Regions from separate parts of the Muntiacus reevesi genome. Here region 2 is linked to region 1. Evidence: chromatin contacts called from public Hi-C data. All regions are on one chromosome and are shown on one strand. Each heading gives the region's core, a stretch centred on a gene start, on an enhancer-like site or on the middle of the called end of the contact. The rest is flanking DNA. Distances are from core to core; before and after follow the strand shown.

The links. A called contact is a pair of places that touch in the nucleus more often than the background predicts.
Region 2: a Hi-C map of blood shows a contact between it and region 1, with 2.8 times the contacts expected there. The contact joins the promoter of MRPS10 here to the promoter of PRICKLE4 in region 1. A contact is called at or near these places in 2 of 3 Hi-C or Micro-C datasets (blood and muscle).

What each region holds. Positions count from the first base shown.
Region 1 is chr20:17,385,861-17,392,976 of mMunRee1.1, reverse strand. PRICKLE4 (prickle planar cell polarity protein 4) reads right to left here and starts at 1,377. Exons shown (of 7, transcript XM_065913360.1): 1 at 1,129-1,377. It overlaps FRS3 (fibroblast growth factor receptor substrate 3), which reads left to right and starts at 2,011. Exons shown (of 6, transcript XM_065912383.1): 1 at 2,011-2,170; 2 at 5,733-5,821; 3 at 6,655-6,841. The coding sequence starts at 5,756.
Region 2 is chr20:17,720,692-17,727,837 of mMunRee1.1, reverse strand. MRPS10 (mitochondrial ribosomal protein S10) reads left to right here and starts at 4,793. Exons shown (of 7, transcript XM_065912530.1): 1 at 4,793-4,881. The coding sequence starts at 4,834. TRERF1 (transcriptional regulating factor 1) reads left to right here. Exons shown (of 18, transcript XM_065912920.1): 18 at 1-1,267.

The DNA.
Region 1 (7,116 bases), core at 128-2,627:
ACTGGGTCAGGCATCGATGAAACCAGCCAGCATGGGGCCAGGATTCTGGGCAGATAGACACAGCATCCTAGGAAGAAGAAGAAAAAAAAAAAAAACTTTTCTAGAATATTTACTCTGTGCCAGGGACTTTTCTGGGGCTTCCAAGGTAGTGCTAGTGGTAAAGAAGCCCCTTGCCAATGCAGGAGTCAGAGGAGACTCAGATCTAATCCCTGGGTGGGGAAGATCCCCTGGAGGAGGGCATGGCAACCCACTGAAGTGATTTAGCACCCACTGCATGCAGAGACTTTTCTAGCATGTTACATAATCCATCCTCACAACAATCCTGTGAAGTAGTTTCTATTATCCCATTTTGTGGTTGAAACAAACTGAGGTTAACTAACTTGCCTGAGAAGTTAGTTACATTAGAAATTAGGCACATGAGAAGGCTAAGGGAAGCTTTAGAGGAGGAAGTTGCCTTTGAGAGCTGGGATGGCAGCAGGGCACCAGAAGGGATCATCAAATCCCTAGCCTCCGTAAGACCCAGCTTTAGGGCTGGGTACAGGGTTTGGACCATAAAAATTCTATGGCTTCCCAGCCCCGAGCCCTCCCACCTGCCACCCTTCCCAGCTTCCTGGCCCCACACCCATCTGCTCCCTTCCTGTTCTGTCCCCCAGGTCAGTTTTCCTGTGGAAAGCAGCCGGGATGGGCTGTTCACACTCAGGGCCAGGATGGGACTGAGACCCTCTTTTCCAGGTTCTAGTTTGCATGAAATCTCACACAGGACCAACGTTCAGAAATCAGTCTTCACGCCTCACCCTCAGTCCCCACCCCAGGACTGCATAACTCCACGTTCACTTAGCACTGGACTCCATCTTACTAACATGCTGGATTCCTTCCAGAATTCTCCTCCCCCCCTTACAAATAAGACAAGACTGAACCCCCTCCCCGTCGGGCGCAGGTGTAAGCGGGCTCAGGAGTTCTACTTTCCTGAAGGGCAGAGGCTAGGGATTGGGAAGTTGGGGGGTGGGGTGTAAGGGATGTAAGATTTCCCCGGACAGTGAGAGGAAGAAAGGTTCGAGAAGTTTCTGGTCCTGCCAAGTGCCCTCTTGACAGATCCCCAAGTTTTTTCTTGGGTTTCTCGGGGCCCACCTCCGAAGCGGGACGCGGTGTGGTTCCCGTCAGTTGGGGTTCCCAGTCCGGCTGCTGAAGTTTAGGAGAGGGGACGGGACTCCGCTGGGGTCTCACCCTTGCTGAGCGCTGGTGTCTGGGCGGTTCTGGACAGACGCCGCTGTCGGGCCCCTCACCCAGTCTCCACCTCCAGATCTAGGCGCCCGCCTCTGCCCGCCCCCGGGAGCGCGGCCCTTCCTCTCCCAGCAACCGCCTCCCCGCCCCGCGGGCCCCGTCCACCTCTCAGGGGCTGGTAGGGCCCGACGGCTCGGGGAGGGGCCTAGAGCTGCTAAGTGAAGGAAGGCATTTGAGGGATCTCGGGTGAAAACGGTGCAGGCTCCACTGCCCCCACGCCCGTGGGCTTAGTCCTGGAACCGCATCTCTGCGGGCGCTGAGCAGACACCCAGGAGCCATCGTTATGCCGGGTCCTCAAGCACTCGCTGAACAGAACACCTTTCGAAGCCTGCAGGTCCCCCCAGACCTTCCTTCTGGTCTCCTAGGCCCGCCCTTGTCTGTGTGTCCCCACCCCCACCTAGTTCCCTCCCCCTTGTCCCCAGCCCCTTTCTGGGGTCCCTTGTACTACCCTTCCCTGTTCCATCCCTTCAAGTTCCTCCCCCATCTTTCGTGTTTCTCCCCGGTCCCGCCCCCGGCTCCGGTCCTTCTTCTGATGCTGGGAGTGGAAACCTTTGGTCCCACCTCTCGTCCCCTCAGCCCCGCCCTGAGCCCCGCCCCCGCCCCAGGCTCCGCCCCGCCCCCGCCAGGCGAGCCCTGCCGCTGGCCCGGAGCGCCCTCTGGCGTCTGCGCATGCTCCCTGCTCGGTACTGCAAAGTCCTCCAAAGGGACCTTCTAGGCTGCGCGCCGGTCGCCCCCGATCGGGTCCGCCTGCCCGCAGCGTCTCGTTGGTGCAGCCGGTGACCTCCGACCCCGCCGCCGCGGGGCGGGGAGGCCTTAGCTCCGGGCGGGCGGCGGCTGCTGCAGCGGGACCCGGGAGCGGGGCCCGGCGCCGCCCGGGCCGCGGGGCGATGTGAGTCGGGGTGCGGCGGGGCTGGGACAAGGCGGCTCCACCGAGGCCGCACCGCGCCTCGCCGCAGTCGCCGCTCCCTCCCGAGGAAGTACCGGGAGGGCGGGCGGTGGAGCCCCGGGGCTGGGGGCGGGGATCTAGGGACTACGCGCGGCCCTGACCTCCCCTATTCCTTCCCGGCATCTAGAAATTCCCGTCAACTCTGTTACCTAAATCTGCCTCTAACCTCCCAGAACCACCCTATCCCCACCCCCGACACACCTTCGCGTGTCCTGGAGTCCCGAGAACCCCTGTCTCCTGCAAATTCCCCTGCTACGCCCCCAGAACCACCATTCTCTCTGGGATGAATCCAGATGCTTCCACCGTCCTGAAATTCCTCTGAGTCTTCATGCTCCTCCATTCTCCTTACACCGTGCTCAAATCCAAAGCATTTATCCACCTTTCCCCAATCCATCTCACACGTTTTGATCCGCCATAACCTCAAACTCCTACTCCCAGTCCACACCTGTCTCAGAGCAGAGCCTTCTCCTCCTGTCACCCGATGTCACCGCCTTAGCTGGGCTGTCATATGTCCTGGTATCTTTAAGAGCAGTGAAGGAAACAGGAAAAGATGCAGCGTCCTCCCTCATCTTGCACCCTGCCGTTCTTGGCTTCACCCCCAGACTCTCTGTTGGTGGCTCAAGCCCCAGTATTTACCCAGCTGCCCGTCTTTACCCAGCTGTGCACATCTTCCTCAGCCCGCTGCCCCTTCCAGAGAGTAGGCCAGACAGAGGGCAGGGGTCCTTTTACCTGGAAAGTACCCAAAAATGCAGAGCACCTGGGGCCCTGGGAAATGACCTTGTTTTCCAGAGCAGGAGGGTGGGATTTCAAGGATCTCCAGGGTCCTGACTTGTTGACTTGTCCACCGAGGGCTCACATTACTGAAATTTTGGTTGATAGCATTTGTGTTAAATTATAGGCCTTTTGGAGCTTGGAGAACAGAAAGTCTATCAAGGTTCCAAATGTGAGATTGAAGGAGCTTGTCCTAGAAGAGGAAAATGTTGATTTTAGTGGTGTTTGTCCTATGTACTTACTTCTAGAGGTGAAGCTCCATAGTTTACAGCTGTTTCCCGCAAAAACTGGAAAGCTGTTTCCCTTAAAGACGTTGGGGTGGGAGTTGTGGGTGGCGATGGAGGATCTGCTTGGCAGACTCTCTCTGATACTTAGCAGGAACATAAAAACTAGAATATTGGTTTCCTGAATCTTAAGCCATTGCTCTTTCCAATACATCTTCGTGTCTTCTTGAGAGAGCTCTCTGTAGAGTTCAAGTTCTCTGCAAAGGTAAGGTGATGATCTTGGTATTGGTTGTAACAGGATTCAGAGAGGGTCTAGAAGTGACTTAAAATGTTCTGGCCTCTCTCGGACTTCAAAGTCACTGTTTCCAGGGGAGTCTTTCCCTCTCAGGGCCTATGGGGCTTAGAATTTATGGTCCCTTTGGCCTTGATCTTTCTTCACTGGCATTTATATCCCATTAGAGCCTGGAATGGATATCCCGGTGGGATGGACTGACAGCAAGTCAGTTTCATTAACAATTGAGGGGTGAGGCTAGAAATTTTCCACTAACCTGTGGTCTCTGTCTCCTATGCTAGGTGAGCCCCAGGTGTATTCCAGGGAGATCCAAGTGACTTCTCTGCAGACTGCTTGCCATGCCGCCCCACCAAGAACAGGGGGAATAAAGTGGGGGTCCTTCCCCATGCCCCTCCCATGGTCAGCTCTCCGATGGCCTGGGTGAGGTGAGACCTGTGTATAGGAGCCACTTTTCTAGAATTTCCCAAGTTGGGAGGAATTGAGGGTGCAGGTCAGGATTGTTCAAGACTTTACACTTTCAGTGGAAGTTCTAGAAGGTATCTAGTCCTACCGATTGATTTCTTGCAGCGCAGCAAGTTGCAAACCCATAATTTCTGGTTGGGATTGGTCCATGGGTGTGCTTGCTCCCTTAGGTCACTGTAGCCTGGTGGTGTCATCTCCATTCTAGCCACAGGTCCAAATGTTGTGACGTCTAATTTGAGTGCCGTAATCCGAGAGGGAAAAGCCAGATAATAAGGCCTCTGGTCTCCCGTTTGGACAAAGGGGAGCAAACCGAGTGTTTGTTTTTTTAATGAAGAAATGCCTACTCAAGGTTATGAAAATAGTGGTCTGTTTTCAATTTCTATCATCTGAATGTATCTCTTAACCATAATATAACATCTCATTTGAAGAGAACATCAAAAATAAATTTGAGATAGATGTTATAACCTCAGATATGCAGATGACGCCACCCTTATGGCAGAAAGTGAAGAGGAACTAAAGAGCCTCTTGATGAAAGTGCAACAGGAGAGTGAAAAAGTTGGCTTAAAATTCAACATTCACAAAACGAAGATCATGGCATCCAGTCCCATCATTTCATGGCAAATAGATGGGGAAACAGTAAAAACAGTGACAGACTTTATTTTGGGGGGCTCCAAAATCACTGCAGATGGAGACTGCAGCCATGAAATTAAAAGACGCTTGCTCCTTGGAAGAAAAGCCTTGACCAACCTAGACAGCATATTAAAAAGCAGAGACATTACTTTGCCGACAAAGGTCCATCTAGTCAAAGCTGTGCTTTTTCCAGTAGTCATGTATGGATGTGAGAGTTGGATCGTAAAGAAAGCTGAGCACCAAAAAATTGATGCTTTTGAACTGTGGCGTTGGAGAAGACTTGAGAGTCCCTTGGACAGCAAGGAGATCAAATCAGTCAATCCTAAAGGATATCAACCCTGAATATTCATTGAAAGGACTGAAACTGAAGTTCCAGTACTTTGGCCACCTGATGCAAAGAACTGACTCATTGGAAAAGACCCTGATGCTGGGAAAGATTGAAGGCAGGAGGAGAAGGGGATGACAAAAGATAAGATGGTTGGATGCTATCACTGACTCAATGGACATGAGTTTGAGCAAGCTCTGGGAGTTGGTGATGGACAAGAAAGCCTGGCATGCTGCAGTCCATGGGGTTGCAAAGAGTCAGACACGACTGAGCAACTGAACTGAGATGTCGGGGTGGTGGTAAGAAAGGCAAAGAGAGGATCTGAGTGAGGTGGGACAGGAGGAACCGGAGAAAGTTCCAGGCCAAAGTGTCTGGGACTCCCCACCTACAGTTTCTTTGCTGAATCTGGATGAGGCCCCTGGCTGGCACCCAGCTCCTGATGCAGATCCGTTCCCCTAGGTCCCTCCTTTCAGCCATGTTTTTTATGCTGCCCAGGCTGCCCTTCCCTATCATATGTCAGTCAGAATCCTACATACTTCTCAAGGTCCAGATCAAATGTTACCCCTGAGAAGCTCTCTCCATCCCCCCATCAGCATTAATCCTTAACACATCCTAACTCGAGTTAATGTTTATCCAGTGTGTGTCTGGCCCTAGATTGAGAGTGTGAATTCCTTGAGGAAGGGACTGTGAGTCTTGGACAGAGTAGGTGATCACAGCGGGTTGGTTCTGCCAGAGATCCCCAGAGCAGGGCTTTGGGGAGCTGGCTGTGATGATTTAACTGTCCTTTGTGTTTTTCCCTAGGGCAGGCAGGCTGCTCTGACACCATGGGGAGCTGCTGCAGCTGCCTGAACCGAGACACCGTCTCAGACAACCACCCCACCAAGTTCAAGGTACCCACAGCCCTCCTCCTTTCCCACATACCCAGAATGGCCTCCTGGGTTCTGCCCAAGCTGTCAAGTTGCCTGCCTAGAGAAGGTGGAATGACCTCCTGAGGCTGTGGGCTTTTTAAGACTTATTAAGAATTCTCAAGCTCAGGATCTCTGAGCAGGTCCAAGGAAAACAGGCTCAGTCCATTGACGTTTTTGCAGCTCTTAGTCTACTAAGAATGAAGAAATGCTGAGAGTAGTAAAGATTGTGCTTTCAGCACGACGTTGACTCCTGTCAGTGTTTATTTAAACAACAAAAGTCTGCAATGTTAAGTTTGCTGCTTGCTTTAGGAGGCTGAGGCCAGGCCCAATGGACCTGTGTGCACCCCCCACTCCTTCCACTTCCTGTAGGGGGCGCCTCCTCCTCACCCCCACATCTTGAAGCCCAGGTTTCTCTCGCTCACCAGAAGAGGGAGCCCTCAGTAAGGTCCTTCAGTTGGGGGAGAGGGTGGAGGCCTTTATATTTGTTCTGCCTGGATTTGACTCTCCCTGGGTTTTACGATGTTTAATTCACAATGAAACCTTTTCTCGCATTAACATCTGGTCCTTATATACTAGCCATGGACCATTTGGGGTCATCTAACCTTGGATGTCTAACTATCTGACCTTAGGGGTCAACTCACTACCCCTCCCTGCACTGCCCAAATGACACAACTAAAGCCTAGAGAATTGTCTTGGGTCACTAACACTGCCTCATCCGTGTCCCAGTAATCATGTGGTGTTCCTAGTGGCTCGCAGACCCAGACACACACTTGAGGGGCTCAGTCATTGACCCCTCTGTCCCTTGCCCCTGCCAGGTGACGAACGTGGATGATGAGGGCGTGGAGCTAGGCTCCGGAGTGATGGAGCTGACCCAGAGCGAGCTGGTGCTGCACCTGCATCGGCGTGAGGCTGTCCGCTGGCCTTACCTCTGCCTGCGACGCTATGGCTACGACTCCAATCTCTTCTCTTTTGAGAGTGGCCGCCGGTGTCAGACTGGCCAGGGTGAGTACCAGCCGCTGCCCCACGCTGGGATGGGGACTTGTCCATGGGGAACAGGTTCTGTGGCCGGAAGTCACAGCTGGAAGGTCAGTAGGGAAGTCTGTTGACTTGGCAGGTGTTCCCTTCTTTGTTACCCAAAGAAGGGAAGGGTCATGGCCAAGGGCGCACAGAACTAAGTGGATTCCCAGGCCGGTGCTTCTTCAGTCACTGCAACTCCAGCCTGGGTGGCTTTGTGGGGGCATTTGTTGCACAACCCATGGGAAGCAGGCAGTGGTCCC
Region 2 (7,146 bases), core at 3,544-6,043, 330 kb before region 1:
GTATGCATTCTGTTTGGAGATTTGCCCGGCTGTTCCAGTTTAAAACATTAAAATAAACTGAGTTGCCAAGGCAAAAATATAATGCACAATTCAGTTTTGACTTTCCATGCAGTATACCATAAGCATTTTTGACTTGAAATAACCAAAGAACTCCTCCTTGATGAGACAGTTCACTTTGCTGAATTAGTATTTTTCTTCACAGTATCAGCTTAGAGGATTGACTTCACAGTAAAATATTGCACTTATTTTTTTCCTGAAATGATTCTGCCTGCATGTATGTGCTGTGTTCTAGTTCCCCACCCCCATCTCTCCTCACCCCGAAGAACTTTTCTTCCCGATGGTTTATGTCTTCAACAGGTTACTGTTTACTATCAGATAGTTTTTCATTAGTGAATTTAGACCTCTTTGAGAAAGCTTGTATATAAAAAGTTAAAAGATATATTTTATGGAAAAACCCATCTTATTTTCAAATATATTTAACTGCTGTTCTATTTTATTAGAGGAAGGTTGTAAATATTTTCTAGGAGTTCTATTGTAAAGAAAAGTATTTTTGAAAAAAATTAATGTAATAAAAACGAAAACATTTTTAAATGGTGGTTGTGATTGCTTCCTGTTCTGGCTTCGTTGTGTTCTCTTCACAGGAAATGTCTTGCATGCCTTGCCATGTTAGGATGTAACTTATTCCGGTTTGCACTATTTTCAGTTGACATCATAATATCTAATGTGCTTCACTGTATTTTCCCCTGGAATGCAGGTCCCTTGGTCCATATCAAAAGCAGTATGTATAGCATATTCATACTTTTTTCTTTTGTATCGTGTGTATTTTTAATAAGGATTTTATGTAACATTTTGGCAAAAAAAGAGGACAGTATTTTCTAGTGAATTTTATAATACATTTTGCTAAAAATGTTTCTTCCTAGGTCAGTTTTTGTTAAGGTGAACCAAAAGTCTTATTTTCCCAGGGGTTTAAAAAAAAAAGTTTGAAGCTTGAAAGCAAAGTTATATTTAAACATCATATGTAACAAATAAAGATGTTTTATAGACTTGTCCTCAAAAGTTGCATTCCTTAAAAAACAAAAACAACTAGGGCATTCTAGGTTGGTTTCCCCCTGAGTGATGAGCATTTTTTTTAACTGCCACAATACTATTTTTCAGAAAGCCAGGAGAATTTTACTTAAAAGCTTCCAGTCATTAGCCTTCTCAGAAATTTATTACAGTTCTTATAGATAGGCATTCATCAGAGATGTAACCAAATAGACACTGTCATATTTATTTGTGAAAACCTGATTCAATATTGCATCAGCTGCTCTGAAAATAAAATGTTATCTTTTTGAGTTTCATTTGGCTTAACATTCCTTCTTTTTAGCCGCTAAAGTGACTCCTCAATGCTAATTTACCATTAGTTGGTTTCTAGAGACCTGTTTAGAGGGGTGTTGATCAGGTTTAATGCTCATATAAGTGCCCACAGCCCCACTCTGGAGGCCAAGCTGAATATTTCTGCTTCTCCATCCATGCAGTGGATGAGGCACTTGAAGGGTTGAGGGTCTCTAACTCTCAGTAGTCACAATGCAGTTTCAGGAGTTCAGTAATACACAAGTTACCTCACAGGGAACCGCTAACAAAATCCAGTCCACCCTGATTTATAGGCATGGCTAATCTCGATTTCCAAATTCTGAATTTAATGCTCAACAGCAAAGTTCAGGAGAAATATGAAATTCTGGATTTTATACAGAACTTGATTTAAGTGGGGCATAGCTGTCCGAGACCTTGATCTTCTACATGCTTGGGGGGTTTTATACTTTTAATTTGGGAAATTCTCGTCCTGTACCAAAGGAAACAGCTCTTCCTTTACAAACACTGTGCATTTAGCCAGTGTTGGAAATTTAAATTCTGCTTCCAGAGGCTCAGGTGTCCAATCTGAAGATTTTAATTTTTGCATTCATTACTCATCTACCAGGCACTATTCTATGCTGTTATTACACATGGGGGAGTTGAGTGGATAAAGAGGACTGTGACATCATTCCTGCCTGCATGCCAAGGAATTTAATACTTAGAAAAAACATACAGGTCCTGGGAACAGATCCAAGTCCACCAGTGGTAAGAGCAAAGTTCATGGTTTATTACTATTACTGAACCATCTCACCATCACCCACATATTCACAGCAATTTCCAATAGGTTCTCAGCAACTATTTGTTAAAGTGGTTATCTCTAATCTTCCAGAGAAGTTTATCTGCATGTGTGTATGTGTAAATAAAGCCTCTTTTGAGTTTACCTAAAGTCAACTCTTAGTTCCACAGACCTCCAGTCTACCTCCCTTGGTCACAGCCAGCCAGCTGGGGACTGAGGCTGCATTTTAATGTTGACATAAGCAAAACATAATTAGGAAGTCATGTTAAGAAACTGAACATTATTATTAATATTTATCTAACATTAATTAATACATTATCTTATTTAGTAATAGATTTTTGAGTCTCAGATATCCCTGTATAAAAGAGCCAAAGGACTGATTATTTCTTTATTATGAGAGAGAACCTTTTGAAAAAAGCTATCCTCCAGCTATCCCTCAAGAGATGTGTTTAATGCTTCTGTTTGAGGGTGAAGGCCAAGCAGTCATATATGCTTGATTTACATTGCAGCACACACATCCTTAACATACAACATGGATCTCTCTTTGGGCTGTTTGGGATCATTACATCCTCTGCTTCGATAATTTTATTTTCGATGGTCTTGGTATTTCTTCTTTTCCCAACCACTTTATTTAAGGGTATGTTTGACACATAAACTGTATAGATATTTATTGTGTTCAACTTGATGAGTTTGGAGATAAGTGTATAACCATGAAACCAGCACAATCAAGGGAGAAGGGGTGTCTTTTAAAACAGAACAACTGGTGCAATCAAAGTATGATTTAACTTAGAAATATTTGATGCACACACTTATTTTTCCTGGATATAAAGCAAGGTAGACTTGCACCAACCATCTAGAATCACTTGATCTCCTGTTCATTTACACTAATTCAGAGGTTTGAAGGGTTAGTTCATAGGGAAGAGACCCATAATGAACTGGCCAAGCTTCAGAACACCATCCATGCTAATAAACTAATAACTTTAATGTTGTCAAAACAAAAAACCCGCACTGTCTATGCCTACACACCATACCAAAAGACCCTGTCCACAACCCCACTGCTGGTGAAACCCCAACTGGCCCCTCACAATGATTCCCAGTTTGCCCCCAGCTAATTGGTCCAAGGCTGGCACCTGACCAAAAGCTATTAGGCCCACAGTCTTTTCGATGACACAGTTTAGCCCTGGAAAACAAGGGGACCAAATCCAATTCCTGCATTTTAAGAGTATGAATGGAGAAACTTGGTGAACCAAAAGCAGCAAGCAGTGGTCACGTGCAAGGCGGGAATCTGAGGGAGCAGACACAATTTATAAGCAGAGAAAGGCCATCCATAAAGAGACCATATTTGACCAGAGGGGTGGAGAGGGCATCCAGTTCCGAAGGCCGTTTTGAGCCCACTTTTCCAGTTTCAGGAGTAGGTAAGGCCATCTCTGTCTTTAAAAATAAACTCCTTTCTTGCAGGAGCATAGGGAAGCAGGGATCTCTATGCTTCACATCCTAGAGACTTAAGTAGAGCTGGACCTTATCACAGAGTCAACTCCGGGGGTGTTGCAGGGGTGGAAAAGGCATTGAACTAGGACGTTGAAGCTGGTTATTGGTTCAGCTGTAACTAATCCACCACATGACTTTGAGTCATTTCATCTCCGAGTCTCAGTCTCCTCACTTATTAAATTCGGATAAACTGTACGTCATCTTGTGAGGATCCGATTAGGTAACACAGGGAAATGTTGTTTGCAAGCTGTAATGTCACCATCATTGGCCGCTGCAGAACCCTCACTCAGCTTGTTCAGGGCAGCAGAGGCAGGCTGAGGAGCCATCCCAGAAGAGAGACTGATGCTTTAGAAGCAGCAACAGAGTTGGAGAGCTCTAGGAAAACTCCACTGGCTAAGAGGGACCAGCCAACTGCGAATGTCACAACTGAAAGAGGGAGCTTGATTCTGAAAAGGACACTGGCTCCTGCCAAGGCTATTGCAGTTACAGCTCTCAGCTCTAAGTTATAAACGCAGATTGTGTCTCCAAGGCAAGGTGAGTATCAGACACCAAATCGTGGACCACCTGACCAGGGAATCCTAAACCAGAGACATTCTGACTCTCAAAACTATGATTCAAAAACGTCACAAGACCACTAAACCCAGCCTCTTGGTTATTCCCCTTTAAAAAAAAAAAAAAAAAAAAAAACCAGACAAGAATACCTTAACTCAAAGACAAACATGGAGTGGATCTGAGGCTTGGCTCATACTCTCTTGCCTGGCGCCCTGCAATAAATCCTTACTCTCTGCAAACCCCCACTGTCAGTCTGGTTTATTTTGCGAGCCACAGGCACACAAGCGCTTTGCTCCGTTATAACAGGAAAATCAACTATCAATCAACCATCAACTCAGAGATAACCACTGTCAATACATTAGTCATATTTGTTCCAAGCATGTGGCTATGTTTACGTCCAACAAAACAGGAACTGCAAAGAATAAACGACTGACGGAACTCAGTAACTACCTAAAAACAAGCTGAAGCTATAACAAGAAGGCGGATGGGCCAGGTTAAGACCTGAAGGAAGCCGGCTGTGTTCATCCTAAGAGAGCGTGGAATCTCGTCTCTATGGTTATACCCGTGCCGGAACACAAGGATACACTCTCTCCTTCTGCGGAACTCTATGGTCAGAGGACGCCTCTGTGATCCCGGAAGTGATCCTGGGGAGAGGGAACGGCAAGATGGCGGCGCGAGCGGTGTTTGGGGCCATGGGCCGGCGTCTGTGGCAGGTAAGGAGCGTGCTACGTGGATTAGGCGGCCTAAGAGGGACAGGTACCATTACGTCTGATTGCCACTTGTCATTCTTCCCATCTTCCGCGATATTTATTCCGCACTTTGACCCGTTGTTTGGAAGAAGGTGGCGAGAAAAGGGCTGATTTTATCTCGAATTCTCTCAGGGTAAAACAGAAGTTAATGATTCAGGGCAAAGACAGGAACGAGAAGAAGAGTAGACTATGAGAAGTGGAAAGGATATTGGAGCGAATGTTGCAGACCCCGCCTTTCACGTTTGCGGAATAGGCTCAGAGAAGTCAAGAAGCTACACCTCGCGAAAATTCGGTGGCTTGAGAGTTTAGACGCTTCTCACGGAATCAGATTGAAATACCTTCCTGATAGCCAGGTTTCTGAGACTCAGATGACAGTCTCTGAAATCAGAGGAGTGGGTTAAATATCCTTTGCTGGGTTTTTTGGAGAAAAAGCAAAGAATTCAAGCAGCCGTTCTTATTTGGCTTCAGCACTCCTCTACTCTTTAGGAGAATGGATACATGTATATGTATAGCTGCGTCCCTTCGCTGTTACCTGAACAGTCACAACATCGTTAATCCGCTATACTCCATACAATAGAAAAAGTTTTTTTTTTAATTGTTGAGAACTCCAAAGAATTTTGGGTTTTGTGTCGTTTAAGCTATCGATTTTTTAGCTTATTAGAAAATACAACCGAGAATCTTAAAAATAACACTAATAAACTCATTACATGTTAACATAATTAGTGGTTTTATGGGAAGCAAGTAGATTTTCCAAAACAAATTGAGAGAGAGGAGTGGCATGTTTTATGTTTTTGCAAACATCTTTAATGTCTGGCTAAATAGAAGACAGCTTCTCTAGTTGCTTCTGCAGTCTCTTACTACGTCAGAGGCCATACAGTCTCTGGAAAACTTCATTGTACTCTGGTGAGAGACTTCGAGTGGGAAAGTTGAAAGTAGCATCTTACTGTTATTATAAAAAAATTTAAGTTTAGCCTCGGGAGCCGCCTCTGAAAGTGTCTCAGAAGTCCCTCAGAGGTCCTTAGACCACACTTTGAGAACCACTGTCCTTAAGTCAGGTAGCATTAAAGGTTGAAATTTTGAATTATTTTTAAGACATATTTACCCAGAGCAGAGACTCCACTCCCTCAAAAAAAGAAAGGAAAGAAAAGGTAAGAACTTCTTAAGGTTCATTTGTGGATGTAACAGCACTTTCAGTTCAGTTCAGTCGCGTCCAACTCTTTGAGACCCCATGAATCGCAGCACGCCAGGCCTCCCTGTCCATCACCAACTCCCAGAGTTTACTCAAACTCATGCCCATTGAGTCGGTGATGCCATCCAGCCATCTCATCCTCTGTCTCCCCTTCTCCTCCTGCCCCCAATCCCTCCCAGCATCAGGGTCTTTTCCAGTGAGTCAACTCTTCGCATGAGGTGGCCAAAGTATTGGAGTTTCAGCTTCAGCATCAGTTCTTCCAATGAACACCCAGGACTGATCTCCTTTAGGATGGACTGGTTGGATCTCCTTGCTGTCCAGGAGACTCTCAAGAGTCTTCTCCAGCACCATAGTTCAAAAGCATCAATTTTTCGGTGCTCAGCTTTCTTCACAGTCCAACTCTCATATCTGTACATGACCACTGGAAAAACCATAGCCTTGGCTAGAAGGACCTTTGTTGACAAAGTAATGTCTCTGCTTTTTAATATGCTATCTATGTTGGTCATAACTTTCCTTCCAAGGAGTAAGCGTCTTTTAATGTCATGGCTGCAGTCACCATCTGCAGTGATTTTGGAGCTCAAAAAAATAAAGTCTGACACTGTTTCCACTGTCTCCCCATCTTATTTCCCATGAAGTGATGGGACCAGATGCCATGATCTCAGTTTTCTGAATGTTGAGCTTTAAGCCAACGTTTTCAGTCTCTTTCACTTTCATCAAGAGGGTCTTTAGTTCCTCTTCACTTTCTGCCATAAGGGTGGGGTTTGAGATTTTAAAAGCAGGGGAATATACTTGGGAAGTGTCATATTCCTTAGACCTGTGGTTCTTCAGCACAACTGGATTGTGGGCTCACTGGCCCACAAACATGGGAGGCAGTTTTCTTTGTGAGTATGTGTGGAGAAAGGCCTGTACCTCTTACCACCTTGTGGTATTGTGCTTGATTTCCTTTGTTCTTTTTGTTTTTCCCCCTTGATCCAAGGGAGGCTACGGAAGTTTTGATTTGCCTCCTCCTTCGGCAAAGAAAGGGAAAAGGATACTAAGCT